Regions from separate parts of the Mus musculus genome. Here all the other regions are linked to region 2. Evidence: chromatin contacts called from public Hi-C and HiChIP or PLAC-seq data. All regions are on one chromosome and are shown on one strand. Each heading gives the region's core, a stretch centred on a gene start, on an enhancer-like site or on the middle of the called end of the contact. The rest is flanking DNA. Distances are from core to core; before and after follow the strand shown. Region 1 has its middle 21 kb from the start of Gm31889. Region 2 has its middle 6.6 kb from the start of Gm43837. Region 3 overlaps 0610040J01Rik (RIKEN cDNA 0610040J01 gene).

Region 1 (4,199 bases), core at 1,331-3,830, 530 kb before region 2:
TTTATGTCAAATAGCCCAAAGAGTTGTTTGTGAGCTTTGAAACCTGGGGCTGAGAACATAGCAGAACAGGCCAGGACATGCCCTGGCAAGCCCGTCGTTAAGACATTCCTGAGGCTGCTTAGCCATAAAGATAAAGAGAATGATATGCCTCCCTATCTCCCGCCCTTCTGACCTAAGTTAAATGTTATCTGCATGTACAGTCTGCTGATGTTTAAATGAACCAATCATGTGAAACCACGCCAATTCCTCCCTGCTGATGTTTAAATGAACCAATCATGTGAAATCTCACCAATTCCTCCCCCAGCCCCAGCCCCTTTTCTATAAAAACCCCGAGCTTCCAAGCCTCGTGGTCGAATACACTGTCTCCTGCGTGAGATATGTTTCGATCTGGAGCTCTCCGCCATTAAACTACCTTGTGTCTTTACATCAAGACGGTCTGTTCTGTTCGTGATTCTTGGGTGCATGCCGAATCGGGAATTGAGTGGAGGTTTCCCCACTAGGTTCTTTCAAGGTCTAAACTTTACAGGAAACGCTGAGTCAAACTGTTCCCACAGCCACTTCTGACCTTGTCAAGAAATCATCCACGTACCTGCATGAGATTTGGAGACTTCAAGCAGGGCTAAGAACAACTGAGACACGCATGAAAAGACATAGGGGTTGCTCGAATCTTTCCAAAAGACCCACTACAGAGGAGAGCATGCAGACCTAGGTTCTCAAACATGAATGATTAATGAGCATGGAGCTATTGGCCTGAGCCAATCTTTCAAGAGCTTCAGAGTTTGGAGGGTTTTTTTTTTTATTCATTCATTCATGCATTTATTCATTCATTTATTTCATTGCAGGTTGCACCTGGCCAGCTTGTCTACCCACTCTAGATGATCCTAGAAATCATGGTGAGTTTCTTTGGGTTTTATTTCTCAGTGGTACATGCTAGCAACCTAAGATCCATTCCTGTTCTGCATCTCCTGTGTCTAAAGAGTGGGGCAGATCAGGTGGGTCTTCCATACTATAGTACTTGTTCCAAGGGACACTCCAGAAGTCCGAAGTGGCCCAAGATGCCTGAGGGTTTGCCGTAGTATTTGGGTTACATCCAGGAATTTGGGACTACCCAAGCTGGGCTTGTAAAGTAATTACGATTTACATGCAGGCAAAGTCTCTCTGATGTGTGACAGCAGAGAATCCCATGATGGCAGCATATTGAAACTCAGAAAGACACTGGGGTGAGAGGAAGGAGCCTTGGCCAGGTGAGTGGAGCCCACCTTGGTCAGCACAGCAAAAGGATTGTAAACCCCCACCCAGCCTGAAGCAGGCTGAGCCAGACCTTGACCTTGCTGCCACTAAGGAGATTACCTAGGGTGGAGCCTTCCTCACTAGATCACTCTATTGTTCAGCCACTGCCACTGTTCTCCTTCAAGACACTGCTACCTGCTGGGAGGCCACTGAGCTATTCCGGAGACTACACCCTATCCTGCAGCTGGGCTCCAAGAATGGATTGGTGGGAATGGGCCTCCCCCACCACCACCACCTTTATAAGCGCATTTGCCATTAAACATTTGAGCTTTGATCAGGAATCTTGACTTAGCTCCATTTTTCTCTTGACTGCCTAGTTCCCCTCTCTTTTTAGCCCTGGCTTGCCTCCCAGGTGAAACCTGGTCCATGTGAACTGCAGGTTGGCTTCCAACAGCCGATGCTTTAGAGATTGAGAGTGCTTTGGGTTAGGATTTGATGTTTTTTTGTGTTTTTGGTTTTTCAAGACAGGGTTTCTCTGTATAGCCCTGCTGTCCTGGAACTCACTCTGTAGACCAGGCTGGCCTCGAACTCAGAAATCCGCCTGCCTCTGCCTCCCGAGTGCTGGGATTACTGCCACCCAGAAGGGACCAAACAAATATGGATTGAAACCCCTGCTCCACTACTTTCTAGGCTGCCCTGGGAACATAACTTAATCTCTGAGTTTTAGCTCCTAGATCTGAAAAATAAGAGTAATTAATATTGGGCACCATTTTGTCAGGGTTGTTGAGAAGACTGAGTAAGATGTTGTATGAAGAGCACAGGCACCATGTCAGACGCATAGAAACACTAGAAAGTGGTCTTTCTTACTCTTATATTGCAAGATCATTCACTCTTTGGTGGGTTTTTAAGCCCTTCTCCATTTACTGGAATTATTAAAGGGGAAATGACTCAGGATGAGGTCTTTCTGGCAAACTATCAACTGCTGCTGAGCAGTGTCTTTGGGTTTGGACTTTTACATCATAGCCGTCAATGGAGAACTTTCTCTGCTTTTCAACTGTTTGCAACATAGTATCAATAGCCTCAAAGCAGTAACAATACATACTACCTACTTACTGATACATCTTTCAGGAAGCCTTATGTTGAGCGGAGTGTCAGAGTTCAGTGGTCCAGCGTGTGCTTAGCACATCTGTGGTCCTGATTTAATCCTCCATAGGACAACAGCAATAATATAATGTTTATGCCTTACTCTTAAAATGTTTGAATGAGATGCCACCATGCATACGCATTGCCTGAGAGACAAGAACCTTTTATGTCTTAAATTAAGAGAAGTTCAGCCGGAGTTGCTTCCTCTCTCGCTATAGCTCATCGGGTTGTGGTACTGAGCAGGAGGAACCATCCAACAAGAGATGGAAGCTGGCATCCTAGCCCAAGGGATGGCAAACAAAGCAGCAGGGCAGGAGGTGCTGTGGGTTTTTGTTTTAAAGCCATGGCTCTCAGATCTAGAAGCTTAAAGTAAGTTCTGGGAGAGGAAAGCAGTGAAGTGGCCTCTTTCCACCCAGTGTTCATGCCAAACCAAACCAAGCCTGAGGGCTTTGAGGAAACCAGGGTACCAACTCTGTCTTTGTGAAAAATTTGGACGCTTACTTAATATAGATTTTACATTCACTTCGACTTAAACATTACTCCTCTTGATGACTGAGTTATTTCTCAAACCCTTAAAAGTGGTGCACCATGTATCTCAGCTCACTCTTGTCTATGATAATCTATAAGAGAAAAAAACTTGAAAAGAGATACTGAATGCATGGGAATTATTGTTCAGATAGAAGTGGCACGATCAATCTTTTCTTAATTTATTTCTCTTTTCCACTTATTTATTATGTCTGTGTTTTGTGTCATAGTACACATATGGAGGTGAAAGTAGAGTCTCTGGGGTTCGAACTCGGGTCTTCAGGCTAGGATGCACATGGCTTTACTTGATAAACCATCTTGCTAAACCCAAGAGATCTTCCAATACTTAATATATAGTCTTAAGGAAATGGAAAGAAAGTGAAACTTCATAGTTTCACACTAGATATTGTCATAGACACAACCATTTGAGCAGTAGTTACTCCTCTAGGCAAGTTAAGAACTGGCATTCTGGGATTATTTTGAAATAGATGCAGAAAAGTTACCCTTACATATATAATGGTTTGAAAGTCTGCCAGGAACTAAACTGACTTTTTAAGATAATTAAAGGATTAAAGATATTAAAGTACTTATTAGCATGCCATAATACTTTACTGTATATAGTACCCTGGAGGCATCTTAGATCATTGACAGTCATGTGTTTAAGAAATGGAGACTTCACCAGAATTAATTTTCCCTCCAAGATATTTGAGAGGTCTTACCAGGAACAAAAGCATATAAAATATAAGAATTATATCATCAATACGAGTAACTAAATTTTGTATACAATGTAGGGATTATCCAACTAAAAGACTACCTGCATTTCACAGCTGTACAGAAGATCCACAACTTCCTTCCATCAGATCTTCTCCCCTCCACTTTTCTTTTTTCTCCCTTCCTTTGTGTGAAGCAGAAGGGACCCTCACGAGGAGCTCAATCAACCAGCCCGTTCATCATCTTGTCTTCTTACTACACAACTGTGAAGAGAAACTGTTATACCAGAGCTCTCCTCAGCCTGTGGTGAGTCATTACAGAAATGTGAACTAAAACAACAGAGAGCTCTTATTTTTAAACTACTCTGCAAGCTAGACTCCTTGGAAACACAATGAGACGCAGCAGCGGCATCCATACACTTTATAACATCCTGATGTCAACAGAAGCCTGGGCTCCAAGGCCGACAGGTGAAAGGGGACTGATCTCCAACTTCTCTAACATGGCTTTAAGGAAGGTTCCCCGAGATGTGACTCCAGCCACAACCACACTGGATTTATCCTACAACCTCCTCTATCAATTGCAGAGCTCAG
Region 2 (4,207 bases), core at 426-2,925:
TGTACATCTGACACGGGCTAAGCTAACTTTTCAATGTTTTTCATAGTGACATCTGGGTACTCATAGTGGTCTTTGTCTTGAAAAGTCACAAGCCTGGCTGACCTCCAGGTCTGAGTCTCTGGCCTTAATGAAACACCGCAGCTTCTCCGAGGTGCCTCCCCATTATGGCATTAAGAGAGGGCTTAGTACTTAACAATCACGAGTGGCTTTTACTCAGGGTGTAAGAAGGTTGCTCGGATCCAGCTTTCACGCCCACATCCCAGCTGACTAAATGGAAGTAACCTGAAGACCAGATGAACTATTCTTCCTTAGTGCCCAGTGATGACATAGTTGTCTGCCGCTGCAAAGCATGCTGGGAAGGTGGGTCTTGTTGCAAGAAGTCCTCTGCCAAGCTGATACCATGGCATCTTATTATTAGGGAAGAGGGAAAGGGTGATCCTGTAAGGCAATCTCAAATGCTGGGTCAAATGTGGGGTCTGATGATGACCCAAAGCCCTGAGCTCCCCAGGTACCTATGGCTACTTACTGACCTACGTCTGGCTGCCTGTAAAATGTGCCCGCATCGGAAAAAAAAAAAAATTCTGTCCAGGCAAAGGGCGGTAACAGAATGTGGGGAGGAAAAGAGTTTTAGAGCCTCCTCTTTGTTCTGTCTCAGAGGCCCCCATTTTCATGTCCACGGCCATAGCCTTTACCCTCTGCAGCAGCCCCAGGTCCACATGGCGGGTGGTAATGAAGAGATGCTTTAGCAGTCGGCTCTGCAGAGCCAGGCTTCACAATAGGAGCCAGGGCGCATCACAGGTGATTCGTTCTGCTGGTAAATCATTTCTACCACAGCGGTTAATGGAAATGCAGTTTTCATTACAGTAAGGAAATTGAAATCTCAGCCGCCCTTGGTGGGTTCCATCTGGCCATCTTTCATTTCTCATAAGACGCTGTGTTGTTTTCATTCACCCCTCAATTAACCTTTAGCTCGAAGGGCAGGGGAGGCCAGGTGATTGAAGTCCTCAAGAGCGGTTCACATCCAGCAAGAAGGAGGAGGGGCTAGACTTTTTTTTCTCATTTAAGGAGGAGACATTATCCTGGAGGGGAGGTTCCAGATGGGCTGCCTGAGTTGAACATCTGACAGGCATACAGAAGGAGGAGAAATGAAGGCAGAGTAATGGCAAAGTTTCCTGTGTCACTAAAAATTTCCCAGATGTATTGGATAACATCCCCTGGGTGGGGAACGTCTGGGGTATCAATATTATGAATCCACTGTGCCCAAATTCATGAATATCCTACCCATCCAAAGGGTCATGTTAGCAGGTAGAGTCTTTGTGAGGACGCTGGGTCATGGGCAGAGCTCCATGTTCAAGAGAAGTGCCTTTAGGGACCCTAGGGAGATGCTTGTCTCTTCTGAGATGCAAGGGTGCAATAAGAAGAGGCCAAGTTTGAGCCAGGAAGGAGCCCTTGGCAGACATCAAACCTGTAAGCCTTTGTTATTTATAAGCCACCCAGCCTAAGGCACTTTGTTATAGCAGCCCAAACAGGCCAAGAAATATCCTAGGACAAAATATGTTTCCAAATCAGTTTAGCTCTCTGAATTGCAACAATTTGTGGCTGTGTAAATTTTCTCCCTCATTAGAGACAAATGAGCTGAACGAGGAAGCTACAGACTCACTTCCCCTAGATGGCCTCTCTTCTGACTTCTGGGTCACATCCCAGCTCCCTGTGGCTCAGAGGACCCTTGCTGCCTTTCACTGTCAGCTTCTTCCTGAAAGATTTTATTTTTTGCACCACCCACTCAACAGAGTCACAGAGCTAAGAGATTTGTGACAGAGAGAACATCTGCTCAGCCTCAGAAGTCAAAGTGCTGAATCTCATCATTTTGAAAGAGAAAAGGCATCCTCTATTTGGCAGAGACCAGTCTTAAGGTTTTAGTTTGTCTCTGTGGTTTCAGCCTCTGTGTTTCTTATAATTGGATAATAATTTTTTTTCTGACTGCCTTTTTGTTTTTCTTTGCCAAGAGCTGATATTGTGTCAACCACTGTACTAGCTGGTTTTGTGTCAACATGACACAAGCTATAGTCATCTGAGAGGAGAGAACCACAACTGAGGAAATGCCTCTATAAGATAAGGCTGTGGGGCATTTTTTTCAAATTACTGATTGATGTGGAAGATCCCAGTCCATTGTGGGTGGGGACAACCCTCAGCTGAAGGTCCTGGGTTCTATAGTAAAACAAAACAAACAAACAAACAAACAAAAAACCAGACTAAGAAAACCACGAGGAGCAAGCCAGTAAGCAGCAACCCTCCATGGTCTCTGCATCAGCTTCTGCCTCCAGGTTCCTGCCTAGATCGAGTTCCTGCCATGGCTTCCCTTAATGGACCGTGATCTAGGATATGAAAGCCAGACAAACCCTTTCCTCCACACCTTGCTTTTGGTTGTGGTGTTTTAACACAACAGTAGAAACTGCAAGGCAACCATTTACAGTTTCCAGAACATGGCATGGGTAAAATAAGCAAGGCAGGAGAGTTTGGTTTTAGTAGACCACCAGAGTCAAAGGCTCCAGAGTATGCAGGGGATGGCCCTGAATGCTCCAGCTATGACCACAAGGAAGGAGATGAGGACCCCATTTGAGCCACCATGAAAGGAAGAGTATCTTTTCTACACGATGACACCCTCAGGAAGGGAATTGCCACAGTCCTCATTTCTTCAGAATGCCTCATCATCTTCTTTCCGCTCAATCCTCCTCTTTGGAGGAAAAATATTGTGCTATGATTGACATCACTTCACAGGCCCCAGACCTAACTTAGTCCCTAAGAGAGCATGACAAAAACATTTGCAGGCAACATGGAGTCATGCAGGCAGGAATTGCATCTTTACAGTTGGGGCCAACACCTTCTTAAGCCTAGTAGTTGCCTGGCTGTTCACACCACAGGGGCATGGATCTGAAGGAAGGGAAGGGAGAAGTGAGGTAAGGGGGTAGGAAGCACAGAGAACCATATGCTTCTATAACAGGGAACTCTCAGATACCAAGGTTTAAAGAGGAAGGAAGGTTGTCTCTATGTCACATAATCATAGTGGTGTGAGCCCTGTGAGTCTGTATGGAAGGAAGGTCCATATTCATTCATCAGGATTGCTGGTTTTTTTTTTTTGTTTGTTTTGTTTTTTTGCCATGTCATCATGGTAGAACCCTCAGGATCTAGTCAGATTAAGTCACCACCACACCCAGATGTTGGACAACGTAGAGGTGACATATCCCTGGTCTCAGGACCCAGGCCAAAAAGTGGCACCATCAAGTCTACTTAGTCAACTTGCAAGAATACCATTGCATGGTCACACCTAGCTTCAAGGGAAGCTGGCAATGGATACCTAGCTTCAAGGGAAGCTGGCAATGGAGTCTATCTGGGAAAACATCAATCCAAACGGAAGAGGAGAGCAGACCTGGGTTCAAATCCATTTCTTCCCATTGGTTTCAATGTTTGTTCAGCAAGGCCTCATCCTGCTTCCCTTGGCTCAGCTACTATCAGTTTTCTTCATTTAGACACTTCACTCTGGGATTATTTTTTCAGTAACTGCTGTATGTTAGAGGCTGTTGTCTGTCCTGGTGACCTAGCTATGAACAAAACAGGCCAAGGAGTTAATTTTGGACTCAGATTCATTGCATGCTAGACTGCTAAGAAACTGTTCAATGACCTTTTCTTCTTATTCTTAACTAATATTCATCTTTATGTCTAATTTTTTTCAAATTGTTTTTCTTTAAAACGTCCTTGGATTTAAATGTGCTTCCAGTCATAGAAGACCAGCATAGAAACCCACACATCTTAGTTGGAATAAAAAGAAACAAATGTATGCATACATCAAATGTGATGTTGATGTAAAATACAGACAAGACTGTGTATATTTATGTGCATATATGTGGTGTGTGTGTGTGTGTGTGTGTGTGTGTGTGTGTGTGTGTAAGCATAAGAGTACCTGCAGATAGGTGGAGATCAAAAGTTAATGTCAGCTTTTGATACAGGGTTTCTCCCTGAAACTTACCAGTTTGGATAGAATGGCTGGCCAATGAACTGCAGAGATCCTTCTGTCTCTGCATCCTGAACACTGGGATTATAGGCATCTGTTATGTTTGGCTTAATTTTTTTTTAATGGTTTATGTGTAAGGTTTATGTGTATTGGCATTTTGCCTGAATGTAGATATGTGTGCCGTATCTGTGGGGGCCA
Region 3 (4,459 bases), core at 618-3,117, 540 kb after region 2:
AGCCATCCTGGTGGGTGGCTCTCACGAGGTAGTTTATGTCATTAATTTTAAAAAATTGTATCTTAATTATAGAAGTCAGAGTCTTGCGCTGATTCTCATGTTCTAGGCCACCTGCCTCCCTGGCTGTGTCCACACAGCACAGTTCTTTTCCTTTTCAGAAACCCCCACACTCCCTTTGTGAGAGAAACCCTCACTGTATAGCCCTCCAGCTAGTAGAACAGGCTGGCTCCATAATGCTGGGACTAAGGGGATGAACCACCACACCCAGCTTTCAGCACAATTCTTATTCCCATTTTACAGACAAGGAAATGAATACTTGAAGGTTAGTGAAGCTCTAGAGTTAAGATTCGAACCCAGGGAGGGGCTGAAATCCTACAGAGCTTCAGTGTCGTCTGCATACACGCATACATAAGACAGTGAATGGAACCAATTTAGGTATTTTTTTTTCACATGTATGTGTATGCGTGTTCATGTGTGCAGGTGCATACATGCATGACAACGGGAAGATAATCTCAGGTATTATATCTCAGGATCCATACCCCTTGTTTCATGAGATAGGTGTCTCTCACTGACCTAGAGTTTGCCAACTAGGCTTGGTTTGCTGGTTAGCAAATCTTCAGGGATCCACCGCTCTCTACTTCCCCAGCCTCAGGATTTTACGTGTGTGCCACCATGACTGGCTTTTTCATGTGGGTCCTGAGATTGAATTTAGGTCCTCGTGCTTGCCCAGCAACCACTTTACTGAGTGAGCTCTCTCTCAGTACCCACTCCCTAATGAGTAAATTTAATGTACCACACACAATGATGCTCAAGATGCTGATGGTTATGTTATTTTGTGTGAGCTCATCAAGCAATAAGTTATCTATTGAGAAGTGAAGAACCAGGAGTCAGGTCTGTGACCAGGGAGTAACTGAAAAGGAGGCCTGAGACGAACGTTCCACCTCCAGTTGGTTGGTTCTCATAAACAGTTCCCGTTCCCCTTTGGAAATGCAAACATTTACTGTCCTCAGTTTTATGGTGACAAGTTGAATGGGAATTTGCTAAACTTCCTTGGCTTTTGGTCCCTGCACTTGCAAGAGCAAAGTGAGTTTCTCCTGAGAAAGGTGTTTTATTTGCCTTGGGGGTGGTTTTCCATCTCATGCAAAACAGCACTTTCTTTTTGGCCCTGTAGTTAAGGAAAGGCTATTTTGCAATAATATAGCCATTTTAAATTTTGGCAACAATCACAGGCAGTTCTGGAAATCATGCATGCTGTAGTTAAACCTTTAGTAAAAGTCTCTACCCACTGGAACACCTTTCTAGAAACATAGTCACAGCAATGTACCTACAGTAAGATCTTAGATCATTTAGGCTCATTCCAATTTGCAATTTGTATACATGACCCAAGTAATTAGAAGAGTGCAAATAACTGCTCCTTTAAGTAACTAATTTGTGGGGAATGGTATATTTTATATGTAATTTCCTGAATACAAAAATTCCTCCTACATAAACACTCTAAGACATAAGCAAGTTTAAAGGGGAGCCCACTTAATTTAGAAATGAGATGCATATACCACACTGTTCATTATTCTAAAATGTTTATTCTGAGCAAAGGATTCTTGTTATCTCAATCTTTAGCTTGAACTTGTCAGTCCATATCGAAAGAACCTTTTCTCCACTGCTCTGGGTGGGTGGAGATATGGGTGGGTGGACTTCGATAAGATAGCATCTAGTTTTTACTACTTTCATTAATTTTGAGCTAGGTTTGTTGTACTCAACAGGGAAAAAGCAAAGGGGACCATTGTTTCTATGAACTGAAACAAAGAAGAGGGAAGGAGGAAATGCTACAAGGATTTCTCCACCCTCTCTTGAAAGACGCTCTTGTGGTCGTACTTCCTCTAAGGGCACATTTCTGCGTCTAGCTTGGCTGAAACACAGCCTTCTTGGGGTTAGCAGTTTGTGGGCTGATACAGAAGGGTTCTTCCCTGGATATGAGGAGGTAAATTAGGTAAGTTAGGGCTGATTCTGCCAATGAGTGATGGTATTGATTTTTTAAATGATGGAGCTTTGGAGTTTTGTTTGGTATGGGGATGTGAAGTAAGGTCTTCTATATCAGGAAATGAAAAAAAAAATCGACTAAATGTTTAATTTCTGAGTTCCTAAATATAACTTGCTCTTCAGAGGGGCATCAGTAGTACCTCTGCCAGAAGATAGTCATCAGTTAGAGGAAATGGGACCTAACATGACAGCAGTTCCTCTGAGGTGAGGCCAGGACACAAGAACAGACCAAGGACGCTTCTGGCAACGCAGAGACCCTGAATTTGTTCCATCATGGATTTAGTCTTCCTGAACAACTGGCTTGACCTCCCATGAAGTTAATGTACAAATACCTACTCCCACCCAAGTATCTGGCACTCACAGCTTTCACGTGCTAACCATTGCTCTCAGGATAAAGACAACCATAGCCACTTCCAACATAGAAGTGCCATTTACTCTCAAACTCATATTCACGTTACATCCTACTTTATTTGAGTTTCATTTCATTTGTTGATCATTAGGTAATGGGAACCGAGGAGAGAAAGATAAGGAGTCCTGGCCCTTGTTTCTGGTCAAAAACCAAACTAACCCGAAACAAAACATAAAAACCCAACAAAGCAACTCCAAAACCCCAAACCCCAAAACTCAAACCCAAACCCAAACCCAAACCAAACCAAACCAAACCAAACCAAACCAACCCACAGAAACAAAACAATAACTTGATCAAGAGATCATCCACAGAATCAGGAATCAGAGTACAGCAGCCACAGTCGGTTCAATTTCTGGTGAGCGAATTCGGGTAGGGTCTGGGATCTGCAGGTAGCTCTGCCTTGAAGGTAGCCAAGAAGAATTATTGATGGCCGTGGAGAGCGCTGGCCCAGGGACAAGCATTGGGGGTTATATGCATATGAGCTATGTGAGTGCAAACTTGGACACTGACAGGAGGGGGTTAGGATGCTAGAAAACTGGGAAGACCCATGGGGTGCAGGACCTATCCCATTTTGGGGCACAGCAACACTTGGAAGTAAGAAGTCATAACAAAAAGTTTGAAGTGTTTCTTAGCTCCCCTAAAATTTTTTGTAGTTATTTAAGTTTTTTTTTTTTTTTTTCAGTTGTTGTTTTAATTGTTAAAGGCAGGGTTTCAGTCTGTATATAGCTCTGGCTTCAAACTCAGGATCCTCCTGCCTCAACTTTCTAAATGCTGCCTTTCCTGGCATACACTAAAAATCCTTTGGCAAATCACCAATCAACAGCAGACATTTTAGACTATTTACAAAGTAGGCGTGGGAGTGCCGGATTGTAACTGTAGCATTTGGGTTACTGAGTCAGCCAGGCTGGGTTTAAGGCCAGCTTGGGTTATGTACGTAGCAAGACGCCATCAACTCTGTATTCACCAAATGATTTTGATTTTTTTCCTTTTAATTATTTCAGATTTGAGACCAGTGAAGCACCCCTTCCTCCGGGCTTAACCCACAAAAGATTCAAACTCATGGAATCTTTAGTTTTCTTAAACATTTCAACATAGTCTTGAACGGTAAAATTACGTCAACATTTATTATCACATCTTAAAAGCTTAAAGTCTGAATCAGTCACTCAATGACATTTTAAATCATAATTCACAATACTAGACTAAATCATTAACACAATACCTTAAAAACCATGAATATTTAAAATATCAAAAGACTTTTCCATGAACTCATCTAAAAGTGTACTTTGCATTTTATTTGGCTCATCAAACTTAAACTTCACAGTGAAAATTACCTCGTGGGGAATTTTTTTTTTTTTTTTTTCTGTTTCAAGAATGCTGGGGTTACTTTCTTACGTCATTTTCTCAGAGTAATCAGGGAGTTGTGATTCAGTTCTCTTCACCTATACTTGGTTGAACAGGGGGCCTAGTAACTTTAAAAAAGACCCACTAGTTGCACCTGTGTCCACCCTATTAGCTAATTCTTGTCCTTTACAATTCTGCCAGCTTCCGCAAGCTGCCCAGCCAACTGACCCAAATCAATGAACATGTTTCCTGTCGACACTACTCGAGAGTGTCTTGTACACCTTATCTTGTCCTCAGTGGTAACTTATAGTTGTGCCCAGAACACATGTATTGCCTCTATGACGAAAGCCTCAGGGTCATTTGATGATGGGTGGTTGGGAAATAGAGACTGCTCATAGAAGGGCCGAGGCTGTGAGGAAAACAGACCACGTGACAGAAGCAAAAAAAAAAAAAGGACTCCACAGAGACATCATTAGGACTTGTGATGGAGATGTACCACGGAACTTTATATAGTCTTGGCTGAAGTATGACCATGACCTATGATCAGGGAAAATTCTTGTGCACAGTGTGGAAAACTGAGTGAACGGGCATCCAGGTATTAAAAGTGAATGAGAAGTTTGGAGCTAGGAAGAACAATTTCTCAGCAGTGCCAAACCAGGGGCTCACACAGGC

The links. Hi-C and Micro-C count contacts between places; a contact is called where the count stands out from the background. HiChIP or PLAC-seq counts read pairs in DNA pulled down with a chosen protein or histone mark.
Region 1: a contact with region 2 is called in a Hi-C map of bone marrow-derived macrophages, with 14 read pairs. The contact joins two enhancer-like sites. A contact is called at or near these places in 1 of 484 Hi-C or Micro-C datasets (bone marrow-derived macrophages), 2 of 115 datasets of contacts at active chromatin or transcription factors (memory CD8 T cells and microglia) and 1 of 9 other capture datasets (embryonic stem cells).
Region 3: a contact with region 2 is called in an H3K27ac HiChIP or PLAC-seq map of microglia, with 4 times the contacts expected there. The contact joins two enhancer-like sites. A contact is called at or near these places in 1 of 484 Hi-C or Micro-C datasets (uterus) and 1 of 115 datasets of contacts at active chromatin or transcription factors (microglia).

The regions. Positions count from the first base shown.
Region 1 is chr5:64,898,797-64,902,995 of GRCm38.p6, reverse strand. It overlaps the pseudogene Gm21011. Among named protein-coding and RNA genes, the nearest start is that of Gm31889, 21 kb to the right of the region's middle. Within about 2 kb of position 2,580, at least 13 of the 459 cell types and tissues checked have an H3K27ac peak or open chromatin away from gene starts, as enhancers often do. A contact at or near this core is called in bone marrow-derived macrophages and microglia, where this site is marked.
Region 2 is chr5:64,369,294-64,373,500 of GRCm38.p6, reverse strand. No RefSeq gene overlaps it. Among named protein-coding and RNA genes, the nearest start is that of Gm43837, 6.6 kb to the left of the region's middle. Within about 2 kb of position 1,675, at least 59 of the 459 cell types and tissues checked have an H3K27ac peak or open chromatin away from gene starts, as enhancers often do. A contact at or near this core is called in bone marrow-derived macrophages and microglia, where this site is marked.
Region 3 is chr5:63,828,664-63,833,122 of GRCm38.p6, reverse strand. All of the region lies in intron 1 of 0610040J01Rik (RIKEN cDNA 0610040J01 gene), which reads right to left. Among named protein-coding and RNA genes, the nearest start is that of 0610040J01Rik, 18 kb to the right of the region's middle. Within about 2 kb of position 1,867, at least 52 of the 459 cell types and tissues checked have an H3K27ac peak or open chromatin away from gene starts, as enhancers often do. A contact at or near this core is called in microglia, where this site is marked.